Linked DNA regions of Mus musculus: region 2 is linked to region 1. Evidence: chromatin contacts called from public Hi-C data. All regions are on one chromosome and are shown on one strand. The core of a region is the stretch at or near the end of the contact, and the rest is flanking DNA. Distances in the headings are between cores, read along the strand shown. Region 1 has its middle 35 kb from the start of Gm24833. Region 2 overlaps Gm35019 (a long non-coding RNA gene).

What was found. A called contact is a pair of places that touch in the nucleus more often than the background predicts.
Region 2: a contact with region 1 is called in a Hi-C map of uterus. The contact joins two enhancer-like sites. A contact is called at or near these places in 2 of 15 datasets of contacts at CTCF or cohesin (embryonic stem cells and stem cell-derived epiblast-like cells), 23 of 484 Hi-C or Micro-C datasets (the AML12 cell line, adipose-derived mesenchymal stem cells, cardiomyocytes and 13 more), 12 of 115 datasets of contacts at active chromatin or transcription factors (SST interneurons, double positive thymocytes, embryonic stem cells and 4 more) and 1 of 9 other capture datasets (embryonic stem cells).

The regions. Positions count from the first base shown.
Region 1 is chr15:37,565,483-37,571,393 of GRCm38.p6, reverse strand. It overlaps a transcript of Ncald not described here. Among named protein-coding and RNA genes, the nearest start is that of Gm24833, 35 kb to the left of the region's middle. Within about 2 kb of position 2,238, at least 21 of the 459 cell types and tissues checked have an H3K27ac peak or open chromatin away from gene starts, as enhancers often do. A contact at or near this core is called in uterus, where this site is marked.
Region 2 is chr15:37,896,596-37,902,506 of GRCm38.p6, reverse strand. It overlaps Gm35019 (a long non-coding RNA gene), which reads left to right. Exons shown (of 7, transcript XR_383951.4): 2 at 2,591-2,874; 3 at 3,309-3,320; 4 at 4,753-5,797. Among named protein-coding and RNA genes, the nearest start is that of Gm35019, 8.4 kb to the left of the region's middle. Within about 2 kb of position 2,431, at least 10 of the 459 cell types and tissues checked have an H3K27ac peak or open chromatin away from gene starts, as enhancers often do. A contact at or near this core is called in uterus, where this site is marked.

The DNA.
Region 1 (5,911 bases), core at 989-3,488:
GAGGAGGAAGAGGAGGAAGAGGGAGTTGATGTGATTGTGAGTCCAGAGATGTCAGTTTCAACTGAATTTAGAAATGCTATAAAACATCCACAGAGAAACAGAAATGAGAGGGAGAGATAGAGGCATGGAAGGAAAAGAGGGACAGAGGCTGATGTAGGTAGAGATAAAGATTGTTGTTTTGTTTTGTTTTATTTTTCTGAGGAAAAAATCATTACTAGGGCCATGGAGATAGAAATGAAGGGTGCAGTTAGAGACAGACTCTGAAGAAACAACTATAGTGGTTGTCAGGGAAAAAGTAGGGAACCCAGAATTTAGTTTCGGATAGAAAAATGTCACTATTTTAGTGCAAAAAATTCCCATACAAACTTTCAACATACGAAACAACATTTAATATTGGTCTAAAATTCACATTTAACTGAAAGCTCAATATTTTTATTTGCTCAACCTGGCAACGCCTGGGAAAGCACACACAGTCCTCAGGAAAAACCAGGATGTTGCATTATCATGGAATCCAAAGGCAGAATGCAGTGGCGAGAGATGAGCAGAAAAGGACGAGTCCATTGCTTTTGACAGTTTGGGAATCCAGAGGCAGCTTGTGGAAAGCAAGTGGAGAGCTGGCCTCGGTGGATTTAGGAGTAGAGGTGTCAAGAAGAAATCTGTATCCTGTTAGGAAGCATGATGGGAGGGAGGAGGAGGAAGAGGAGGAGGAGGAGGAGGAGGAGGAGGAAGAGGAGGAGGAGGAGGAGGAGGAGGAGGAGGAGGGGGAGGAACGCAATGCTTGTAAAGGTTGAAACGCAGAACTCATCCCTGCGTGACTGAACGAGGCTGAGGAAGAGCCCGGGAGGCAGATACAAAATGGGAGAGGAGTGATGGGGAGATGTGGGTGCCCTGAACACGAGTTTTACGAATAAATTGACATTTGCAGGAGCGTGCTCCCCGTTCATACTGCTCCTCAGAGCGCAGAGGAAGCAGATCTCGATGTGATTTTAAGAGAAGAGACTGAGATGTAAGGCCCTCTATTTGCAGCTAGTTGTTGAGAGGGAATGAGATGGAGGGAAATTGTTGATTGTGAGGGAGATGATGAAGAATTCAAAGGTGCCTGTGCTCACACATGAGGGTGTGCTTCGTTTCCCTCCACTGCATTTTCTCTCTATTCTAGCAATCCATACAGACTCACAGTGGGCGGACTTGTTCCCCGAGGAGAGGGAAGCAACAGCAACCGAATCCAAAAGGAGCTTACTCTCCTCTTGTATTAAACCTGAATATTCCGCCCCCAAAGCTATCAAGGTCATTTGTCCACATCCCTGGTCTAGGAATGGTACAGCAGGCATGCCTAGGGGCAGGCATGTTTGGAGTCTTGTAGAGTCCTAATCTGGAGTTGTTCCCATCACACAGACTGTGTCTGTGGGAATGAGGGCCTTGATGTGACACACTTAAGTAACAGGGACTCGCAGATAGATGCACACTGGTCCCAATCACCTTTCTTTTCTCTACGAACAACGGGAAAATCTGAAAAGGGAAAAAGATGTGATCAAGCCTGCAACTTCCCAGGCACTTTACCTGTCTCCTTGCAGGAGTCCAGGGTGCCTTGTGCAGCCCTGGGAGGGAGCCATTACAGAACTGCAGAAAAGAGAGAGTCAGCAAGGGAGTTATTGGGTGGGTGCGACTCTGCCTGCAGGGGAGCTCTTCTGCCTCCAGGTAACATTTCCAGTCCTGCTCTAAATAGGTGGAACAACATTATGAACTAACCAGTACCCCGGAGCTCTTGGCTCTAGCTGCATATGTATCAAAAGATGGCCTAGTCGGCCATCACTGGAAAGAGAGGCCCATTGGACACGCAAACTGTATATGCCCCAGTACAGGGGAACACCAGGGCCAAAAAAAAAAAAAATGGGAATGGGTGGGTAGGGAAGTGGGGGGGAGGGTATGGGGGACTTTTGGGATAGCATTGGAAATGTAATTGAGGAAAATATGTAATAAAAACTATTTTTTAAAAAAGAATAAAGAATAAAAAAAAAAGAGTTCTCTCCCTTCTCGAGCCCCTCCCTCCCCCGCCCTGCCACACCACACACACACACACACACAAACACACAAAAGCACAAATGAAATTCCTAAAGGCGACTACTGCTGTCTGGTTATTTTTAGTATTTGATGTTAGTATTTATCAAGCTTTGCAGTGTTAATTTGTCCTCCCACTCATTTATCTTCCTGCCTCCTTGTGCTGGGCTTAGAAAAAATGCAGAAAGAAGCAGCAGCAGCAGCTGGTGACCTCTCAGAAATGTGTCCTAGAGAGAAGAGAGTAGATCCTTAAAGTCCGTCTTCCTCGTCTCTGCCTCGCAGAGAAGAACGATCTGGATTCTGTTAGCTAGGAGGGCAATAAAAACGTTGGTGAATGTAAACCCTTAGAATGTCTGGGCAGCGTGTTTAGTTGGGTCAAGAGCTCAGGTCACGATACTGGATTAGGGAATCCTCACAGACAGGTGCTGAACTGGGTCAGAGGTCAGCTAAACAAGAAGCCTGAGGGAGGCAGATTGCAGAGGAGAGAAGAGTAAAAGGACCACGCAAACAGCCGGGGCTTGAAACAGGCAGAAGACTGGAGAAAAATTGGATCAGTCGGACTGGGAGGAGAAAAACCCTGCACTGTAATAAACTCCACCCATTGCTTCTTCAACTTCCTGCTGGAGTGAAAGCCAAAGCAGAAATATTGCTCCATAGAGAAGCTCCCAGAAGCCTTCTAACAGACGGCTACCTCCAGGCAACAGGGCCTCTCTTCTGTCCATCTATCTATTTAAAATCCCAGGAAGCAAGCCGGAATGGTTCCCTTTGGTAACGTAAAGAAGGAAAGCATTGCTTTGCTGTACCAGCCTTAGGGACGTGTTGGTGGCTGTGACATGGTTGGTTTTCTGTCAACTTGACACAAGCTAGAGTCATCTGGAAAGAGAAACCTTGGTTGAGAAAATATTGCTAACAGATTGTCCTATAGGCAAGTCTATAAGGTATTTTCTTGATTAAGGATTGATATGGGAGGGCTGGGCCCACTAAAGAAGGTGCCACCCTCAGGCAGATGGCCTGAGATCTATAAGAAAGCAGACTGAGCAAGCTATAAGGAGCAAACCAGTAACCATCATCCCTCTATGACCGCTGCTCCAGTTTCTGCCTTGAGTTCCCCATCCTGACTTCCATGATGGGACTGTGGTGTGGAAGTGTAAGCCAGGCCTCTTCTCCCCAAGTTGCTTTTAGTCACGTGATTTTTCACAGCAGTAGAAGGAAAAGTGACAATAGTGTTTATCTGATACATGAAGTCAGGAGAACCAGAGGAGAGATGGTGCAGGATATGGCTGGGAAGGCGCTCGGAACAGTGATGGCTGAGAATTGCCCAGATTTGTCACAAGACATCCACACAGATTCAAGAGTCCTAATGAAATCTTAAGAAGAACTCACACAGTGAGACCCTCCCTAAGACATGCCATGTGCAGGAGCAGCTCTGCAGTACATTACCCACCAGAACACGTCAGCTAGAGCAGATATGGTTCTGTGCTGAGAGGGAGCATCCAGGTAAAATTCTACATTCAATGGGAATGTATTCAAAAATCTAAAGGAAAATAGTCATAGTCATATGGTCTGATGCACAAAAATCAACACGAATGACTAAATTCAACAACCATTAGCGATAAAGGCTCGGAACGGAGAGGGAAGTATCTTGAGCTACCCCTGCTTATAAAATGTTTAATGCAGAGAATTACAAAATTCCAATAAAAGTTAGAGAATATTTAAGTAAGTAAAGAAACATACTATGCTCTTCCTGGGATAGAAGACATAAAAGAATAACTATATCATTGCTCCCCAAATTTATATTCAATCCTAGATTTCATGTACTTTTTATTTTTAAAAAAAATCTCACAAAGAGCTCGAGTAATATAAGCAATATTTTCTAATAATTAAATTAAAATTAAAATCCCTAAAGCCATGTTTCAAAGGAATACAGTGAACCTGATTTTAAGATTTATATACAGTAATCAGTTAATATACAGTAATCAATGTGGCATAGAATCAGCAGAGGGCTGAGCACATTGACAATAAAGAAGCTCAGAAGACCTGGAAGTGGTCGTGAATAAGGAGTAGCTAAGTGTGTCAGCGTGCCAAAGTAATCCAGTGGGAGAAATATTCTCAAACAAGTCGCACTGGGGTACCTGGATATCTATAGGTTAGAAACAAAGATTTTGGGTTGGTGAGACAGTTCAGTGAGTAAAGATGTGTCTTAGTTAGGGTTTCTATTTCTGTGAAGAGACAACATGACCACAGCAACTCTTAAAAATTAAGATTTTTGATTGGGCTGGCTTACAGCCCAACAGGTTCAGTCCATTATCATTATGGCAGGAAGCATGGTGGCATCCAGGCAGCCATGGTCCTCGAACACGAGCTGAGAGTTCTACATCTTGATCCACAGGCAACAGAAAAAGACTGAGAGCCACTGTGCCTAACTTGAACTTCTGAGACCTTGAAGTCTCCCCCACTCCAATGTGACACACTCTAACCAACAAGGCCACCCCCGAAGCACCTATGGCAGTCGTTTTATTCAAACCACAGCAAGATGGTTACCACCAAGGCTGATGACCTCAGCTAATGGAACCATGTGCTGAAAGTAGAGAACCAACTCTAAGTTGTCCTCTAACCTCCACTTACGCGCTGTGTTTCAAACTTGTGCACATGTGTGCATGGACACACACACACACACACACACACACACACACACACACACACACACACTTGGTATGACAGTAGACATGCAAAGGAAAAGAGGGCTTGCATACAAAGTCTTTTTTTATATAATGGTGCTAGAACCACAGGCCTTAATGGTGTTGCACTGGGCATTAAATTTTATGGAGAGCACACATCAGCCAGACCACAGCACTGGACCATGTCAATAGAAGCTCAGTGGGTGTGTGGGCTCAATGCCATAGGATGAAATTGATCCTGGGCTGCTATGGATTTGTACCAACCTGGGCATTTAAGTTGCATTTTCGATGACACATGCAATTGCTCAGTTTTTATCTGTCTATTCACCATGCTTGCTTTCCTCTTCCGTGGTATGCCTTCCTCCTCCAACCCTGCCTGTCCTCTCCGAGCCTGCCTTCCTCCTCTGAGCCTGCTTTCCTCCTCCGAGCCTGCCTGTCTCCTCCATGTCTGCCTGTCTCCTCTGTAGTGTGCCCATGGGATCTATTACTAGCTTTGTTATTATCTTGGTTTTATGACCAATTCATAGCATTTCTTTAGACAATTTGAATACTTGTTTGGCCTGTCTTTTTTTTTTAACTTTGAATATATTACTTTTCTTCAGGGGGTGGTGTGGGTGGATATCATGCACCTGCGACACACAGCACACGAGTGGAAGTCAGTGGACAGTTTTCTGGAGCTGATGCTCTCCGTCCACCACATAGGCCCTAGGGATCAAAGCCAGGCCCCCGGGCTTGGTGGCAAATGACTTTATCTGCTGAGACATTCACAGACCCCTCCCCTCTTAACATTCTTTGTCATACCTTAATATTACAGTTGCAAATACGTCCATCTTTCTTTTTATGATTAACCCTTATATGCTTCGAAGATTCCTTTTCCATTTTGAGGTCAGAAAAATGTCATTTTTAAAAATCTCCCTCTAAACGTTTAAGCCTTTTTGCTTTTCACAGCTAAACCCTTAATCCCCTGGAATCATCTTTGGGTACGGTTTCCTCTTGGCTGGGAAAGGTTTTTCAGCTTCCATGGGAGCGCTGATAGCTTTTAATAGCCCAGTGAAGGAGGAAACAAGGGAGAAACCTCCTCTGCAACAAGATTTAGGAGGAGAGCTGCTTCTCCCTTAGACACCCTGCAGAGGAAGTGTGTAGAAATGAGACAAGTGTCCTCTGCTTCAGCCAAG
Region 2 (5,911 bases), core at 1,182-3,681, 330 kb before region 1:
AAGTCCTGCCTCCCGTTTCCTCCTGCCCAGATATTGGCTGATCAGGTCTTTATTAACTAATCTAACCAATCAGAGGTGATAGAAAATGAATTTTGGGCAATATTGAGACAGGAGATGCTTAACAAAGCCAAAGTCTAGACTCTACCCAGATCTTTGGGCACAGTAATCAGCATCTGAATACACAAAGCACACAACCATTTCCCAACACTTCCTTGCAACCTCCCACCTCTGTGCTTCTGTTCTGAGACATAAGGACCAAGATAACCTAAGCCATTCTTACTCAGGGCATCTATCATTTATAATAAATGCACCTCAATTAAAACAACCTCCTATTTCAAAAGCAATACAGACTGAGGTCATTATCTCGCCCCTCCAGCCATGCATCTCTAAATCCTTAGCATGTGTAGTGGTTTGAGTAGCTATGGCCCCATAGACTCATGTGTTTGAAGGCTTGGGCTATAGGGAGTGGCACTATTAGGAGGTGTGGCTTTGTTGGAGTGGGTGTGGCCTTGTTGGAGGAAGTGTGCCACCATGGAGGCAGGCTTTGAGGTCTCCTATGCTCAAGCTATATCCAGTGATACAGTCTCCTTCAGCTGCCCATTGATCTGGATGTAGAACTCTTAAACCTCCTTCCCAAGGACCGTGTCTGCTTGCATGCTGCCATGCTTCCTACCATCAGAATAACTGACTAAACCTCTGAAACGGTAAGCCAGCCCTAAGTAATGCTTTTCTTTATAAGACTTGCTTTGGTCATAATAGCAACAAAATCCTAAGACTAAGGGGGTAACAGGCTTAAGGGCCATTTCCTGTCTCTCACTGGACCTACATCCCTGCTCTGATCTAGGCCAGTTGGAGCACACAGAAGGTTAAGAAATCACCCCTCCCTAACAGAGTGTTCATGAAAGCAAGGGGGAAAGTCTATGGCAGGAACGGCAGGCAGTCCTCTCTCCTTACCAGAGAGGTCTCTAATTTGTACAGCTGTGTGCAGTTGTCTCAACATGTAACCACCTGTATCAGTTTTTGCCATTGTAGGAACATGTTGAAACAGGAAAAAAGGAGATAAGTTGAAACCACTCTAAAACATAGCTGTTTGCTTCATAAAGTTCTTGGGAGAGTCCATAACTCAAGGACTAGAAAAGGCCGTGGTACTGGCCAGGTCTTTACATAATGATTGGGGACCAACTTTCAAATGTCATTGGGTGACAAATGTGAACTCATATTTTGATTGCTATTCAATTTGTGCTAATACATAAAGAGAAAGAAGCAGGTCTGAAAAGCTGGCTGGAATGAGTTGATGGACTCACCTGATTGGTCAAAACAGTTATTTGTGCTGGAAGAGAGTAACGGGGTGGGGGAAAGGGAGGGAAGGGGAAAGAAGCATTATGTAGTATTTCTTTAGTTGTGAATAGTTGTAGTTTCTATTAGTCTCAGAGAGAAGAATTCAACTTTAAAACTCTGGTTCTGAGCAGCCAGGGGAGAAAGCAATTAGAGGGAAACAGGAAATTATAACAAACTGTTCAGTGGCGGGAGACAGAGTGAACAATGCAGTCCTTAAAGGGTTTTTTCCTGTCAGGATAAACAGCTCTTTCTTGTGTTTGGTTATACTTTAACCATGATACAAAGGGAGACAGAGAACTGGTAATCTGATACCAAAATTAATTTCTGGAGTGATAAGGATGGAATTTAGGTTGTGGAAGGAACCACATTTAAAATTCTCCAGTGTGTATTTTAAGGTAAGGTGAGAGAGTGGTTTAGGGAAGAGGTCGTTGGATATGGATTCTGAAAGTCATGCACACAGACTCTGATGCAGTAGGAAGTGAGAATGTGTGTACAGAGAACAGCTTGTGTATTTTATGGACGAATCACCTGTCAATTAAGAAAACCTACGGCCTATAGAAAAGGGTAGACTAGAAGGTGGGACAACTGGTAGGCAGAGAGGATTCTGGGAAAGAGCCAGGTGTGGGAAGAGTTGCTGGGGAAGATGTGAGGAGGACAGATGAATGATACCTGAGCAGAGGTGACCAGCCACATGGCAGAATATAGGCTAATATAAGTGGGTTATCAGAGAAGAGCCTAGCTATATGGCCTAGATATCTGTAAATATATTTTGAGTCTGAGTGGTTATTATGGGAGCTTGGAACCAGGAGGAAAAACAAACACTTTAATAGATGACACCCAATGTGGGGCATGTTATCCAGGTTTAGAGCCTGAGAAGCCATTGGGAAGGATGGTTTAGCATACTGCTCTGTGATGGTGGGCAGGCTGCTCCGTTTGGTGTGGTTGGCCACAGAAGCCAGTGAACAGTGGAGGCAAAAAAACATGAAGAGGCTGAGTATGGAAATACAGGCCTCTTATCCCTCCAAGGTGCACCATGGCCATCTTCTAGGGAGAGCAGAGGCCTGTATGAGGCAGTAGAGTGAGGAACCAGAGCCTCAAGGCACAGCCCCACAGGAAACACTTCTCATGTTGCATGCTGCTCTGGGGAGCCAGTGCTCTGCTGGGTGGAAGGTATGACTCATGCTGAGGCTTATGGGAAATTCAGCACCCCAGTCCAGGCCCACTGAGCCCCCATCCTGATGCTTGATGACAGGTGGCAGCCCAGCCAAATGTGGCAGGGCAAGTGGGCACCAAGAATACCCATGGGTGCCCTTGGGTGAAGGCCTGAACCCTCACAGAAGCACAGCAGGTGGGAGTGGCCTGTCTAGAACTGGCAGGAGGCAAAGCCAATGGGACAACCTTCTGAACTGAGCTGAGAGGGTGGAGCTGGCCACTACAGATACATGCTAGTCCGAGGAGCCTGGAAATGTGCAGAAGGACAGAGGAGCACTTACCCTGAGCTGCAATAGGATTGAAAAGCCACAGACATCTGAGCAGGTAAGGTATTGAGTTTAGAAAACTATAAAAGAGAAGGGAAACTGAATTAAAAAAGAAAGAAAGAAAGAAAGAAAAACTATTTGGTTTAAAGATAAGAGGGTGAAGTCCTTAAGAAAAATTTTAGAGAATAAAAAAAAAAGAAATATATTTTCTATGTCAAGAAAATGGAAACACAGGGACTTCCGGGGTTGGTCAGAGGAAGAGAGGAAGCAGGAGAAGGGTTTTTTGACAGAGACAGGGAAAGGACAAGATCTGGCTACTAGTGTCTCCCAGTTTAGATAGTGAATCTGCCAGGATTTGCCACAGGAGGATTTACATTTAATAAAGCTTACAAGATTAGAATTCTCGTTGTTGTAGTCAGTGATTGAGTTACCATTGTTTCTGAACTAACTTTGTGTTGTTTTCCTTCATGTGGTGGCTCGGCGGTGTTCCAGAGAGAGAGAAAGGTATGGCAGCAAAGCATGGGTTTGCCTGATGTGTCCCCCAAAAGGATGTAGGAGTTTTGAAGCACGGGGCTGGTGTGGTAGTGACCTGCCAGTGGGAACTTATCTGGGTGGAGAGATTTTGGAGCTCTGAGTCAGAGAGACTTGCCCACCAGTGCTTGACTGGCCATAGCATGGCAAGGTTCCTTTTTATTGCTTCCCACAACATGTGGTAAACCAACGTGTTAGGCAAGAATCCACTAGAAATTTAAGATTATTAGCCTGAGAGTTAGAGTTTTATTTTCTAAGTGAGAGAAAGGTGGTGCTGGGATGATGAGTCATGTGTACTTAAGCGAGGGAGCCTTGAAACAAACAAAAAAAAAAAAAAAAAAGAGGGCTCTGAGGTCCCCTGCTGTGGAAAGAGACAAGATGGCTGCTCTGAGTCAGAGAGCTGGAGAATGGAAGCTGCCTTTATCTTGGGGCAGATATTGATTTAACTGTGAATTTATAACATTGGGATTATTTGCTTTTAGGATAGATTTATATACAGATTTTGTTTAAATCATGTGGGGAATTTCACCTGTGGTTCAGAGCTAGGATAGGGAAAATTAGTCACTGACTCCAAGTAGAGAGAGCAGTGATAACTGCCTGCTATGAACAGATATTAATTATTAAAAGTCTGTGACTACAGGTAGAGAGTTCAACAGATAGGTATTATAACAGGTATTAATAAAATAAATGTCTGTGGCTCCAGGTAGAGAGCCCAAGCAATAGATGTTATAACAAGATGGCTGCTCTAGGTGGAGAGCTTAACAAGTAAAAACTACCTGCTTCCTATAGGCAGATATTAATGAAAGTTTGAATTAATTGCTTTAAAGATGGTATAAAGATAAATTGCTCTAACAAGTGTTATAGGATACTCATATTCTGTCTAAAATGGGCTCTACGGGAATTTTGAATTTAAATCCTGGTTTGAATAGCTGCCTGCTTATAATCAAGTATAGACAGAAGTGTGAATCAATTATTTTAAAGATGGCATAGAAAGGTCTTCAAGATACCTAACTCATATTCTCTAACGTGGGCTCCATGGGAACGTTGGGTTATTATCTTGCATGACAAAATAGAAAAAGCCTAAGAATAGGCACATAATAGTATTTTAGTTTGCTTCATTTGTTTTAGATTAATTTTCAAGATGGGTGTGATTTTGAGTTTTGTGGTTATATTATCCTTCTGGGAGAGATGTCAAAATAAAGGTTTTTCTGGTTACTGGCTCAAGCATAAGCTGATTTGGGAGAAAGGTTTTGTCTTTGCATTTTTAGAGAAGGTGATTGGTGTCTATACACCTTCCAGAGTAATATGGATCAAATTTGATAGAGGGACCCCCTCCCCCCCAGGACTAGATTCCAGAGAATCAAACAAAAAGGATATCTTGATGATACTAAAATTTTGTTTTGAGATTTGTATATTACAGACTATACAGCCTTGGTGAGTCTCATCATCAGACATGCTGAACTGACCTGCTTGATCTCCTGATGTCTTGGACTTTCAGCCGGATCCAGTCAGGACACAGACATCAGAGACTGTAACAATCATTGGGGTGGCCTTCTTAAGGCCAACCAACTCCCTCATTTTTTTCTACCCTTCCTCCCCTTCAAAGATATCTCAACGCCCATATTCAGCTTGAAGAAGTTATGAAGAGTTATCATTCCAGTTCCCTGGGCTTTGGGGCTGGAAGTTGTTATTCTAAGGTTGCCTTTCTGGGGAACATAGAAATGGTCATAATTGAAACAGGGAGAATTTATTATTAGCTAGAATTTATTATGTAGCCATGATCTCATTTGGTAGAAATCTTTACAATAGTTACTAAGTTGAGTCATGATTTCTTATTTTGGTACAGGATTAATTTTGATGCAGAATCAAGTTTTCATAGATATAAATTTCTTCTATTGATACAAAAATTCTAAAACTGTAAGGCTTGGACCCAGTCCTTCTATAACTGTTATAATAAACTAATCTGAGATGTTTAAGCCTGTGAGTTAAGGGCCAAATAGCAAATTCATGGCTCTGAGTTTATTGTTAGGGTGTTTTCAGATATTTTAATTAAAAATAGCTGGGGGTAGTTAATGGACAACAGTCCACATTACTTTGCATAGATAGATGGTTTTCAAAAATGCACAGCATGTGACATTTAATGTTATTTATTCACTTGCTGTTGAGACAAATCTGCTCCTAATGTTCCCCATTTGTAAATTCGAAGAAGCAGCTGAGCATCTATACCTCCAGGTGTGGCTGGGTAGCCACTGGGCAGACATTGACTATCCCTCCTGCAGGCCTATACTGAACTTGAGAGGACACAAGTTGCAGGTTAGGACAGCTTAGTTCTGCCGAGACAGAATAAGCTAGTCCTTAACAATTCCTGTTTTTCAAGGTCTATCAGAATATCCTGGGCCAGAAGGCTGAAGACTGATTCTCCAATTTCCTGACATACTGGAGCTGTATAGGTAGGCAGTTGTCTCTGCAGTTTGTCTCAGTTCTGGAAGCGGTGTTAGGCTTCCTATATTTTCAGATAGAATTTGTCACTCTTGGATTTCTGATGGGGTTGAAAGTCTACTTAT